Regions from separate parts of the Danio rerio genome. Here region 2 is linked to region 1. A link is a contact called in public Micro-C data. All regions are on one chromosome and are shown on one strand. Each heading gives the region's core, a stretch centred on a gene start, on an enhancer-like site or on the middle of the called end of the contact. The rest is flanking DNA. Distances are from core to core; before and after follow the strand shown.

Region 1 (5,878 bases), core at 1,685-4,184:
AGAAGGTCGCTGGGTCGCGGCTCAGTTGGCATTTCTGTGTGGAGTTTGCTTGTTCTCCCTGCCTTCACGTGGGTTTCCTCCGGGTGCTCCGGTTTCCCCCAGAGTCCAAAGACATGCGGTACAGGTGAATTGGGTAGGCTAAACTGTCCATAGCCTGTGAATGAGTGTGTGTGGATGTTTCCCAGAGATGGGTTGCGACTGGAAGGGCTGGATAACTAAACTTGCTGGATAAGTTGGCGGTTCATTCCACTGTGTCGACCCCGGATTAATAAAGGGACTAAGCCGACAAGAAAATGAATGAATGAAAAACACTTTTTTTGAAGTGTGTTAAATGATTTTTGAATGTGTTAACAATTTAAAACTATTAACTGTTCATTGGTCTGAAGTAAACACCATAACATGTTCTGTCTTGTTAAAGAACAAAAGTATGAAGCAAGAGTAAGATATCTTTGCAATAGGGCCCCTACTATCTCACACTTTAACCACATGTTTTGCTATTTTCACCCTTCAAATGTAAAATAAGATGCTTTCTCACCCACTGCATTTCACCATGTACTGACTAACATACAAGCTCTCCTGTCTGGTTACAGAAGTCAACATGGGTCTGACATTGACCTCTGTTGCACTTTTAGAGTGCTTATTTGCCTGAACAGAAGGTGTGCTTGCAAAGTCAGTCATATGACACTCAGTACTCTGAACTGTGAAACATCTCAGTTTGAACTGGAGTTCTGAATTCAAAGTAAATATCTAAGATTCATTCAGGTTGGTTCAATGATTCCATAGATAACCTTTTTTGTATGTTACACTGTTACAGCATTGGATGTCCACAAGCAAATATCTGTACGTTTAATAATGTTGTAAACAATATTTTTTAAACAGACCACTTATTTTAGTTTATTTATTTTAGTTTATATTTTTTATATTTTTTTTTATGTTAACAAGGACTAGGTTTTAGCCAAAAAAAAAAATCTAAAGATTCTACGAGAGAAAGTATTTTCTATTATACTATATATTTTTCTTTCAAAAAAACTGTAAAAGTATGCAAGTCAAATTTTATATTATACACAGGGACTGCTACCCAGTTTTGAGGAAAACACGATACAGCGGGGTTAGTTGCAACAGGGTGTTATAATTAAGCCAGACACTGTTGGACACTGTTTAAACAAACAAAACAATTTTTGAATGTAATGTTGAGAACTTTTAAAAAATAAAATGTTTTTTTAATTGAAAATATTTAACAGATTTTTTTTATTTTGCTAATGATGCAAATAAATGCAGTGTATAATAATGGATAATAAAGTACTGAGGAAATATTCATTTATTCATTCATTTTCTTTTCAGCTTAGTCCCTTTATTAATCCGGGGTCGAAACAGTTGAATGAACCGCCAACTTATCCAGTAAGTTTTTATGCAGCAGGTGCCCTTCCAGCCGCAACTCATCTCTGGGAAACATCCACACACACACACTCATACACTACGAAAAATTTAGCCTACCTAATTCACCTGTACAGCATGTCTTTGGACTGTGGGGGAAACAGGAGCACGCGGAGGAAACCCACAGGATTGCACGGAGAACATGCAAACACACAGAAACACACACTAGAAATAGTAACATTTTTACTCCTGGCACTTTTGGCAATACTACACAGAAACCATAGATCCCGTCGTCACACTTTCAGTGCTCATTTGTTCTAACCCCATTACTTTGTTTAATATTTGGCCAAAACCAAAAAGTGTTACTTTGTGCCCCTCTCTCCTCTATGTCTTAAATAATAATTTAATAATTTAAACAAATGTGCCTATAGTTATTTTCAACCAAATCCTTTCTTCATAAATCTACTAACACTTTTTAAACATTAAATCATTTTCCTCACAATATTGCTGATCTATCATTTCCTCAGAACACTGAACTGTTTTTCATAATTTTAATCAAATATGTTATAGAATAAACAAAACAATAACAGCCTAAAGCTATTTCTTTTTGATTAACAGCATTACTAATGGACATTACTTAATAATAAGTTATTATTCTTCTAACCTTTCCATAATTAATGTAAACGAAACTGGCAGGGGTGTTTTTCGTCCACAGCCTGTACCTTACTGATTGAAATAAGTGATTCCTTCATCAAATTGTTTTTTTGTTATATTTTTCAGTAGGTTATATAAGGTTATATATAATGAAATACTCAACAGCCCAGAGCTAAAAGCGTTCTGCTTTTGTCAGTGTTTTTAGGCAGGAAAGGAAAAGGTAGTCACGCGCTTCAGAAATATGCTTCAGTGCAGCGCTTCAACACATTAAACACACACATATACAAGTTATATACTTATTATTATTATCAAATTAATTTACATTACCTGTCTAAAGTCAGTTGGAGATTATACTCTTATATACACCAATTGTCGTTTATTTAGCATCAGACAAGCGTGCCTAATCTGTATTCCACGACAGTACTTAACATGTCACATTTTATATTACAGTCTACTTATTAAGATGTCAGCGGCGCTTATAAGATTACCGTCTGTAGTGCGCACTGCAATGTAAGTCATTGTTTTGGGTTTCTAATCAAACGTGTTCTGACCTGTCTTGAGATACGCTGATAACGCCGTCCTCTTTGGGGATGATCACAGCCGTGTTCACCACATCTTGAAAACCCTCGATCTTGCTCAGCAGGACGGGCTTGCGTGTCTGCGGGCGGGGATGAATCTCTGCCGCCATGGCGCCGTAGTTTGTCCGACACCTGAAGCCTCTTTCGGCAGCATAACACAGACCTGCAGCGCGGTGAAATGCGGTCAGAGTCAGAGATGCTGCAGGTCAGCTGATTTACCTCTCAGCCTGTTCTGTTTACAGTCACACGCGATCTATATACCACGATGCTTACGGTCTGCTTTCAGCTCCCATAGACGCAGACGATCCGACTTCGGAGTAAATCACAGATGAATGCGTTTGCGATGTGCAGCGTTGACGCAGACGAATGCCATACTTGTAAAACCGGAAGTTTTTTCTCTCTTTTTATTTACATATGGTTATGTTAACATCACATACTTTGGTTCATTGCACCATTGCACCTACAATGCTGTTTGCTCAAATGAAACGATTAAATTAATCATTATGTTAGATTAGTTATTAGTTTTTGTTTTTTTTTTTTTTACTTTTGGGTAAATAATAAAACCCACAAAGTGGAAATTGTTCTATTTATAGTAAGGCCTTATCATGTGTATTCCGACACCACAGAATCAGGCTACTGTACATCCTCCAGTGACAGTCTACAAGAAACCATCACAACCCTGTTATTGACTAGTTATAATCTCTGTAGAGTGCTGTTAATTTGGTTGACTTATTTATTTACACATATATTACTTACACATTGGATTACTTAAAATGATTACAAATCAGTAATATAATCTAAATTACAATATTTAGTTAATGTATTCTGATTATACAAAAGTGTTCTGAAGAAGAAAAAAATGCAGTTTACTGTTTTTGTGATGGATTTGTGATTATGTAAACCATGAAAATGTTACCAATTTATATTATGAGCATTATACATGTTTATACATTCATTCATTCATTTTCTTTTTGTGCCTTAATTAAATAGGGATCGCCACAGCAGAATGAACCGGCAACTTATCCAGCATATGTTTTACACAGCGGATGCCCCTCCAGCTGCAACCCCACACCAGGAAACACCCACTCTTACATTCACACTCATACACTACAGCTAATTTAGTTTATTTAATTCACCTTTGCTGCATATCTTTGAACTCTAGGGGAAACCGGAGCACCTGGAGGAAACCCACGGAAACACAAACTCCACACAGAAATGCCAACTAAGCCAGCTGGGGCTCAAACCAGCAAACCTTCTTTGTGTGAGGCAGTCGTGCTATACACTGCATATAATAATGTATACCATCAAATTCAATTCAATTCAATTCAATTCAGCTTTATTTGTATAGCGCAGGGGTACTCGTTGCTGAATATTTGGATGAACGAAAACACTGTAGATGTTGATTTATTCAAGAACCAATCAGCTAGCTAACACGCATGCTCCTGTAAACAACGAATATGCTAATTCCGTATTTTCAGATGCCAATCGGTTGAGGCGTTTTGACGCACGGTACTCGGGCAGCGCTTGGAGGGCGGAGTCAAATGCTGAACGCAGAATAAAACCACTGCAGCCCGCGAGCGAACCTCAGTGTGAGGAGAATCATGGACGTAAACTAAACAGAAAGTTACCATGACAAAAGTTAGGCATTTATTTAAAATTACAGCAACAACACCCGTTTCCCTTGTAAATCAACAACCTTTCCCCCCCAGGGTCTGAGGTTTGCTTAAGTTTACAAGGCATCGCTCTTTCAACAATAACTACAGTTACACTCTTGACAGAAAGAATGCGCGAGTCAGTTAGCATTAGCCGGCTAGCAGCGTGCTGACAGCAGCGACAGGAGGCGAACAAAAGATTGCTCTGCATTTGTCCGATTTCACTGACACTCGGTCCATGTAGAAGGGGCGAATATCAACACAATGCCCGTGCTACTTTTTCTAATAGACACGTCCGCCTCCATGAACCAGCGCTCCCATCTGGGCACTAGCTATCTGGACATAGCGAAGGGCGCAGTTGAGACTTTCCTGAAGGTAAATGAACACACGCCTTTGCTTTCTCGCGGTCTTAATGTATTGAAAGCGTAAAACCCAGCTTTTCCTCACTTTTCTCCACAGCTGAGAAGCAGAGATCCGGCCAGCAGGGGAGACAGATACATGTTAGTGAGTTTCGAGGAAGCGCCGGCTGGCATTAAGGTACAGACTCTTTTATTACATTCCCAAACCGCTTTATTTAACTCCGGACATCTTCATAGCTCACATCGTCTTTTTGCCTTTGAAGAGGTCGAGACTACATCTGTGGTGTGAAAACATTTTGCCCAGCTTAAATTTGAGTTTAAACATGGCCGACATTTTGTTCAGTGTGGCAACAGAGCTCTCTCTCTCTCTCTCTCTCTCTCTCTCTCTCTCTCACACACACACACACACACACACACACACACACCGTTGTGTGTGTGTTCACGCGTGTATGCCAGAGAGATAGAGGAGGGGGGGGGGGGGTAACCTGACTTAGTTGTGCCACCCATAGAGAGAGAGAGAGCGCGCTAGGAGTCGTCAGTACTCTCTACATTATACCTCAGATCGATGTGAGAAACTCTTGAAGCATAACTAATCCTTTGCTCTGTCTTTATTTCACAGGCTGGATGGAAGGACAGTCATGCCACTTTTATGACTGAGCTAAGGAACCTGCAAGCAGTTGGACTGACATCGTTTGGCCAAGCTTTAAGGACAGCTTTTGATTTGCTCAATCTTAATAGATTAGTTTCAGGGATAGACAACTATGGACAGGTATGTTATAAACCATTGACTGGTATAAAGTCTGTGGCCTAATCCCATGCACCCATCCCCAACATTACAGTTAAGCAAGCACCCAGTAGACTGACACTGCCAACACAATCCCAAGCGCCCCAGGTAGCCCACAGTAATAACAAATAAACTCTTGAATGCAAATAAGGGCGTTGATTACAGAGAAATGATTTGTTTGTGTGCTCCACTGCTAGAGTCCTAGGTTGAGTGGGTTGTTGTTTTAGCAGGTTATGAATCCAAAAACGACAGAAAATATGATCCCACTTCACATAGGTGTTATAATAGTAAGATAGAAAGGCCATATGTCATATTATATTTGACAACCATAGATGGCACTATTGGACAATTTCTATAGTTGTGTGATTTTGTATTATACATTTTTTGTTGACTTTTTTTTAAACTACTGTTATGTGGCCACTTTGTTCTCATGCAGCACACCATGATATTTAGGTGTTCTGTGTGCTTACCTGGATG
Region 2 (5,878 bases), core at 1,764-4,263, 400 kb after region 1:
TGTGAAACAAATAATCATACTCTGCAAATAACAAAAAGCACATGTGGCAAAACAGTAGCATTAAACCTCGTATCTTTTGGCAGTATTGTTTTGTGTTCTGTAAGGATGGTTTGTGGATGAATTTTAGAAAGGAGTGGGAACATGGAAATGGTTTTGAAGTCTCATCTCTTTGAAGCCCTTCTTGGGTCCCTGCCATTGCTAATGCTGACTGTGGGTTTGGGTGGAGCAGGGGTTCCCCCTGCAGTTACTGGGGGTGGTCCATTGCCTGGAGCACGCCCATTTGGTCTTCCTGAAGCCCCAAAGTTTGGATCCCGTGGCACAGGTGCAGCATTGTTATTGGAAAACACTGGCACAGTTCCATTACCTGATTGAAACACAATTTAAATATTTTAGTGATAAACAAATTGTACAAAGTGACCAGTAGAGAGAAAATATTTAAGGCCCTGTTATACTTCACCTGAAGAACAAAATGGTAACATTAAAGACATTGCTAAATTAAATTGGAAATTTGACAATTTGGCAAAGTGAACATTACAGAAGACTTACTCCCACAGATAAGCATCTTTGAACTACCATTGGACTGTGGCAATGAAACATTAGAGATGCTTTTTGTTATGGAATGAAAGCATGCTGTCCATTCAAATATTAATCCAATACCACTTTCAGAAGAGTAAACTGAAAAGGGATTTAGGCGAAAAAGAAGTTCTACTCATTTACCCTAAAGCAAAACTTTGTTGTGTCATTTAGTAGACACATCTAATCAGAAACAACTTGCAGTATGCTTACAAAATGGCTTTTTTTTTTTTTTTTTTTGAGATTGAACGACTCCAGACTCAAAACCATTATGCTAGTGCTACAAAATTAGCATCTGTCACCGTAGTTGGACAGACTGTGTGAAGTATTAGCCATATTTACTCACCTGTCTGCACAGGAGTACCTGCATTTTGATTTGGTGGAGAATTTCCACGCTGTTCTTTACTCTGCCAAGAGGATAAAAGATAAATGTCATGGTCTTTTAATAATAAACCAGCAAAGCTCATGCTGTTCACAGCTTAAAATATAACTCTGTATTTGCATGCGCAGCAGAAGTGAAACCAAATTCTTGCTAGTCACATTCAGAATAAATGGTTCTAAACAAGGCTAAAGCTTGTTTTACAGACTCCTTCATTTTTATGTTTTCCACTATAAGTGCAGCAAATTTTAGGCATGCAGATGATTCTGCACGTTGAGGAAATTTTACACATGGAAAAGCAATTTCGTATGATCAGGAACACTGGGCTCACCGTCTTGTTCTGTTGGTTAGCTTGTGCTAGCAGCTCAGGATTAGGCTCACTGAAATTTGGAACCTCAGAATACACCATACAGAATCTGTGAAAGACATTACACTATGAGGGCTCCAACACTGAGGAAACATGCCTCTGAATGTCTCTTTTACTTAAACATGTATTTGGCAGAAGGTGCACATGTTACCAATTCATTTAATCCCTGTAAAATCAAAACCAATGACATTAGTGTTGCTGGCATCATTTTCTCCCGAAACATGCTTTTGCCCAGGTCAGTATGATTATTAATGACAAATCTTTATTAGAAATCCCACCAAGACCAATTTTCAGTCAAAAAAAACAAACAAAAATCTAGGTAATAAAATGGAGACTTATACATTTACTTAAGAAAAGTGTTTATAATACATTTCATAATGACACACACAAACCACCAGTCAGTGCTGCATTATAGCAAAATGTGCCAAAGCAGATATTCAGCAGTCACCTAAAACACTGTATGGAGTATGCCCATGCTCTCAAGTCAAAACTATTATTGTTAACATGCACTGAAATTACAGATTCAGCCAATAATTTATGTTGTCACACTCAATGACATGCAGAACTACAAGTATTAAGATTTTTCATTTATTGCCATGGGCCAGTGCTTGCTGCAAAAGTTGCCAGTCACTAATGCACTCTGTAGATTATATTACTGACAAAAAGGTGAATTTTAATTTGTTCATGTGCCAAGTACACCGTTATTTATTAATGTTGAGAAATAAAAGAATCATGAAAATGTAAAACGAATAAATTCTTAAAGGGATGCATTTAATACTCACTCTCCTATTTTCTGTAGATCTCCTCCTCGTCCAGTATACAGTGTAAGGCACCCTTTCCAGATCGAAGCATACCTAGACACAAATATATGAAGCCAAATCAGAACTATTTTCTTTGCACATGCACATTTGATAGTGGTGACGTCTTACACAAGACCAGTGGAACAAGCACTTGGACAATCTACTGACAGCCCAGTGAGGTCTAAATAAAAGCAAGAGTGTAAAGAGGCGTCTCGTACCCTCTCGTAAGGCGGATGATGTCCCCGGGCTGGATGAGGCTGCCCAGCTCATCCCACACAGAGATGGCGATGCTGCCGCTCTTATCCGCCACTCTACACGAGCGCACCTCGTGCCCGTCCTTTGTCTTCGTCACCCGACCTGCGCGTGCACAACAAAGTTCAGTGTAAATTATCAAGCGTTACAAAACTACTAAAACACACACATAACTGCGTTACTCGACAGCAGAGGTGTGAAAATCAAAGCTACGCGGAGCACAAAGCAACACGGGAGACGAGCGCAATGTTACCCTTAAATGTTAGCTGTTAGGAATTAGCTGAGCTCGTGCTAACTCACGGTCGTGAGGGACACAGCAGCCGATCTCCACTTACCGATCTCCAAAACTATAAAGACGATATTAAGGTTTTTGGATCCGGGTTTAACATCTTTAATCAAGATCACAGCTTCGTTGGAGATATTCGACATTTCTGAGGGCTGAGGCGGATGCTAGCACACCGGCTAGCAATACCACAGCCGTGTGAGAGGATTTCTCGATCTAACTTAGAACGAAATATGTGCTCTGAGTGGGTTGTTTGTTCGCTAAATAAACTTTACTTGGCAAATAAATGTGGGTTGTGAGATCCTTTAAGAAAGGCCGAAGTGTTACTAGCTTAACATCGGCGGCAGTTAGTTTATCTTATTTGACCATCGAGCTAACGTTAAAGGAGTGGACGTAAAAAGGGGAAATATTTCCTCCTCGACGAATAAAACGAACTAGTTATTCGCATAAAAACACTTAGCTCGTTTTGCTGAAGGACATTTTAGAGTTCATCCGCCTCCAAACCTTAAAACTAAAGACTTCGCTTCAAGTCTGTCACTGATTAAAATGGTTAGCATCCAGACACATTTGTAAGATCTTTTGGCTAGCCTAGCGTACACAAATCAATACACGACGTCAAGTTACCAAATATCAGTTGAAATGATCGCTTTACATTAAGATGCCGGTTATTATGCGGGCTGCGTTTAAAACGGTGTCAGTGAATACAGACACAGGCGCACACACTGCTGCTCAAACTACTAAACTCGCATCTCTTCATTTCAGCTTCCTTTCGAAAATCATTCATTACGTGTCTGCTACACATTTAAGGCTAAATCGACGAAACTTGGATCAATTTAAAACGGATGTCAGCCGAAATAACTGTAGCTGCCTAACTTTTTATGCCTTATGAGCAGTTCGAAACTTCCTATTGGCCTTTGAAGTTAATGTAGCATGTATTCTACGTGTGAAGCACAGCCATCCTACGAACAAATAAAATAAAAGAAATGTCGCAAAAGAGGGGAACTCTCTATTTCACAGTGCTAGCCGTCTCTCCCTCACTAACAAAGCGTCTGATCCGTGCCAGTGTGTTCAGTTCTTTAAATTCTCCCGAATGTGCCATCGCACCGTTTCGTGGGGGTGTTCAGAGATGCGCTGTTGCTGTTAAATGCTCACAATCCAGTCCAATAAACGCATGTATGCATAAACAGACTGTGAAAATAATTCACTCTTTGGTATACTGTATCGTCAGTATTACATGGGATCAAACGCTTTATGAACTGAAATATTGGGTTCTACCGTGTTCTTGTTACATTGAGCTCATTCTGATTGGACGAGATGAAGAATGTGTCCACATGGATAGGAAATAACCACACTCCATTTCCTTGTACGATTGTCGACGTTGTGTAATATGATTTGATTACACGTTCACAAATATTTCCAAAGGTATTTGGGTTGCATCATCACCCTTCATAGTAATCCGATAGATGGCTGGCAAATAAACATTTTACTGTATTTCAAAGGCTGTATGAACCCAGCTGTATATCAAAAAAGTTGTTTAAACGCTTTGCCCTCAGATAAATAAACATCTAAAATGTTTTAAAGGATTTATAGACAAGTATCGTTATCAATTCCTCACATCTGCTTTCTGAGTCAATGTGGAAACATGACTGGTACATATAGATAGTAAGGAATTCTCTCAATTTCAGCTTTATATATATATATATATATATATATATATATATATATATATATATATATATATATATATATATATATATATATATATATATATAAATTTCAGCTTTATATATATTATATATATATATATATATATAGATATATATATATATATATATATATATATATATATATATATATATATATATATATATATATATATAAAATTATATATATGTGTATGTGTGTGTGTGTGTATTATATGTGTGTATTATTATATCTTTTCTGCATTTATAGCAGATCAACAACAGTAATTTTATTGAGGTCTTGGGCTCACAAAAGCAAAAAGGAAATTCGTCACGAACAGGATTCGAACCTGTGCGGGGAAACCCCATTGGATTTCGAGTCCAACGCCTTAACCTCTCGGCCACCGTGACGCCATCTTAAACTGCACAAAAACTCAATATAGATATTTCTATCTGCACTTCACACTACAGTGATATTAAACTTGTGTTGATTTTTTAATGTTTCTTATTCTTTGATCACTTAAACACAACAAAATACAATTGTACCTTTGTATCAACTTACGTAAAACCAACACGCATTAGCACGGGTTTCACATGAACTTTATGTGGGTAACGTTATATAATTCATACGCAAATGCAGTTACTACATATAGAAACGAAACGATTTTTTTTCAAAGAATTATAATAATTATAATTTTAAATATCATAAGTAACGTAAGTTAATAAACTGACATATATACGACATTTGGCCACACGGTGGAGACAGCATCCAACAAAATGCTAAAAATGTCAAAACTACCCAAGCTCGCTAGACCCAAAAAGAATAAAACACATTTTGCTTGTGTTTTTCAGCGACTATTTAAAATAATGCCAATGTCCTTTTGAAAAAAAGCATAGTCCTGTAAGTAAACCTAGAATAAAAAGTTTTGGCAATTCAAAATAATTAAAAGTGCATGCAAGTATGACTATTAATTACATTCTGCACTGCATTCGCTTTAAAACCCTTAATTTTTTAGGCAAGGTATACAACAAACTGTGTTGCGTCTTCTCTAATATAACATCCAAGTTCTCTTACAAATGTTTCACACACAGTGTAAATTTTTAACTCCGTACTGCAATAATCCTTTAACAATAGACGTAAACTGACTCAGTCTACCTGAAAGCCAGAGAAATTTCTGACCGCTTACCAAACCCACATGTGGTTGATGTTGAAAAGAAACCGTGAAGTTTTCTGTCAAAAAGAGCAATTCATCTTAACTCGCATATTCCACACAAAAGAAGAACAACAGGGTTTTATAGGCTCACAAAACTCCTTTAATTAGCACATCATCGTTTAGGAATTGCACATGTTTTATGGATAACGCCGTTTATTGTAAACACACTGCGCCACGCTCAGGCTGAGTCCTGAAGTTGTTTTATAATGCTTTACTGGCAAAGTGTGTCGCCCAAGTGTGCCGCAAGCCTACGTTTGAGTGAAGGTTTCGGCCGTTAGATCGCCCCCTGGGGGCTGGCTGCAGTACAAGTCATAAAGCCCGCCTCCTC

The links. Hi-C and Micro-C count contacts between places; a contact is called where the count stands out from the background.
Region 2: a contact with region 1 is called in a Micro-C map of caudal fin, with 8 times the contacts expected there. The contact joins the promoter of nabp1a here to the promoter of wdfy2 in region 1. A contact is called at or near these places in 2 of 18 Hi-C or Micro-C datasets (caudal fin and hematopoietic stem cells).

What each region holds. Positions count from the first base shown.
Region 1 is chr9:25,440,449-25,446,326 of GRCz12tu, forward strand. It overlaps wdfy2 (WD repeat and FYVE domain containing 2), which reads right to left and starts at 2,935. Exons shown (of 12, transcript NM_205745.1): 1 at 2,580-2,935. The coding sequence starts at 2,716. It overlaps ints6 (integrator complex subunit 6), which reads left to right and starts at 4,193. Exons shown (of 18, transcript NM_001126428.1): 1 at 4,193-4,633; 2 at 4,718-4,795; 3 at 5,237-5,386. The coding sequence starts at 4,523.
Region 2 is chr9:25,837,258-25,843,135 of GRCz12tu, forward strand. It overlaps nabp1a (nucleic acid binding protein 1a), which reads right to left and starts at 3,014. Exons shown (of 6, transcript NM_001008643.1): 1 at 2,707-3,014; 2 at 2,338-2,476; 3 at 2,102-2,173; 4 at 1,284-1,368; 5 at 938-980; 6 at 1-364. The coding sequence starts at 2,800. The coding sequence ends at 162. trnas-cga (transfer RNA serine (anticodon CGA)) reads right to left here and starts at 4,747; the gene lies at 4,666-4,747. It also overlaps a transcript of ftcdnl1 not described here.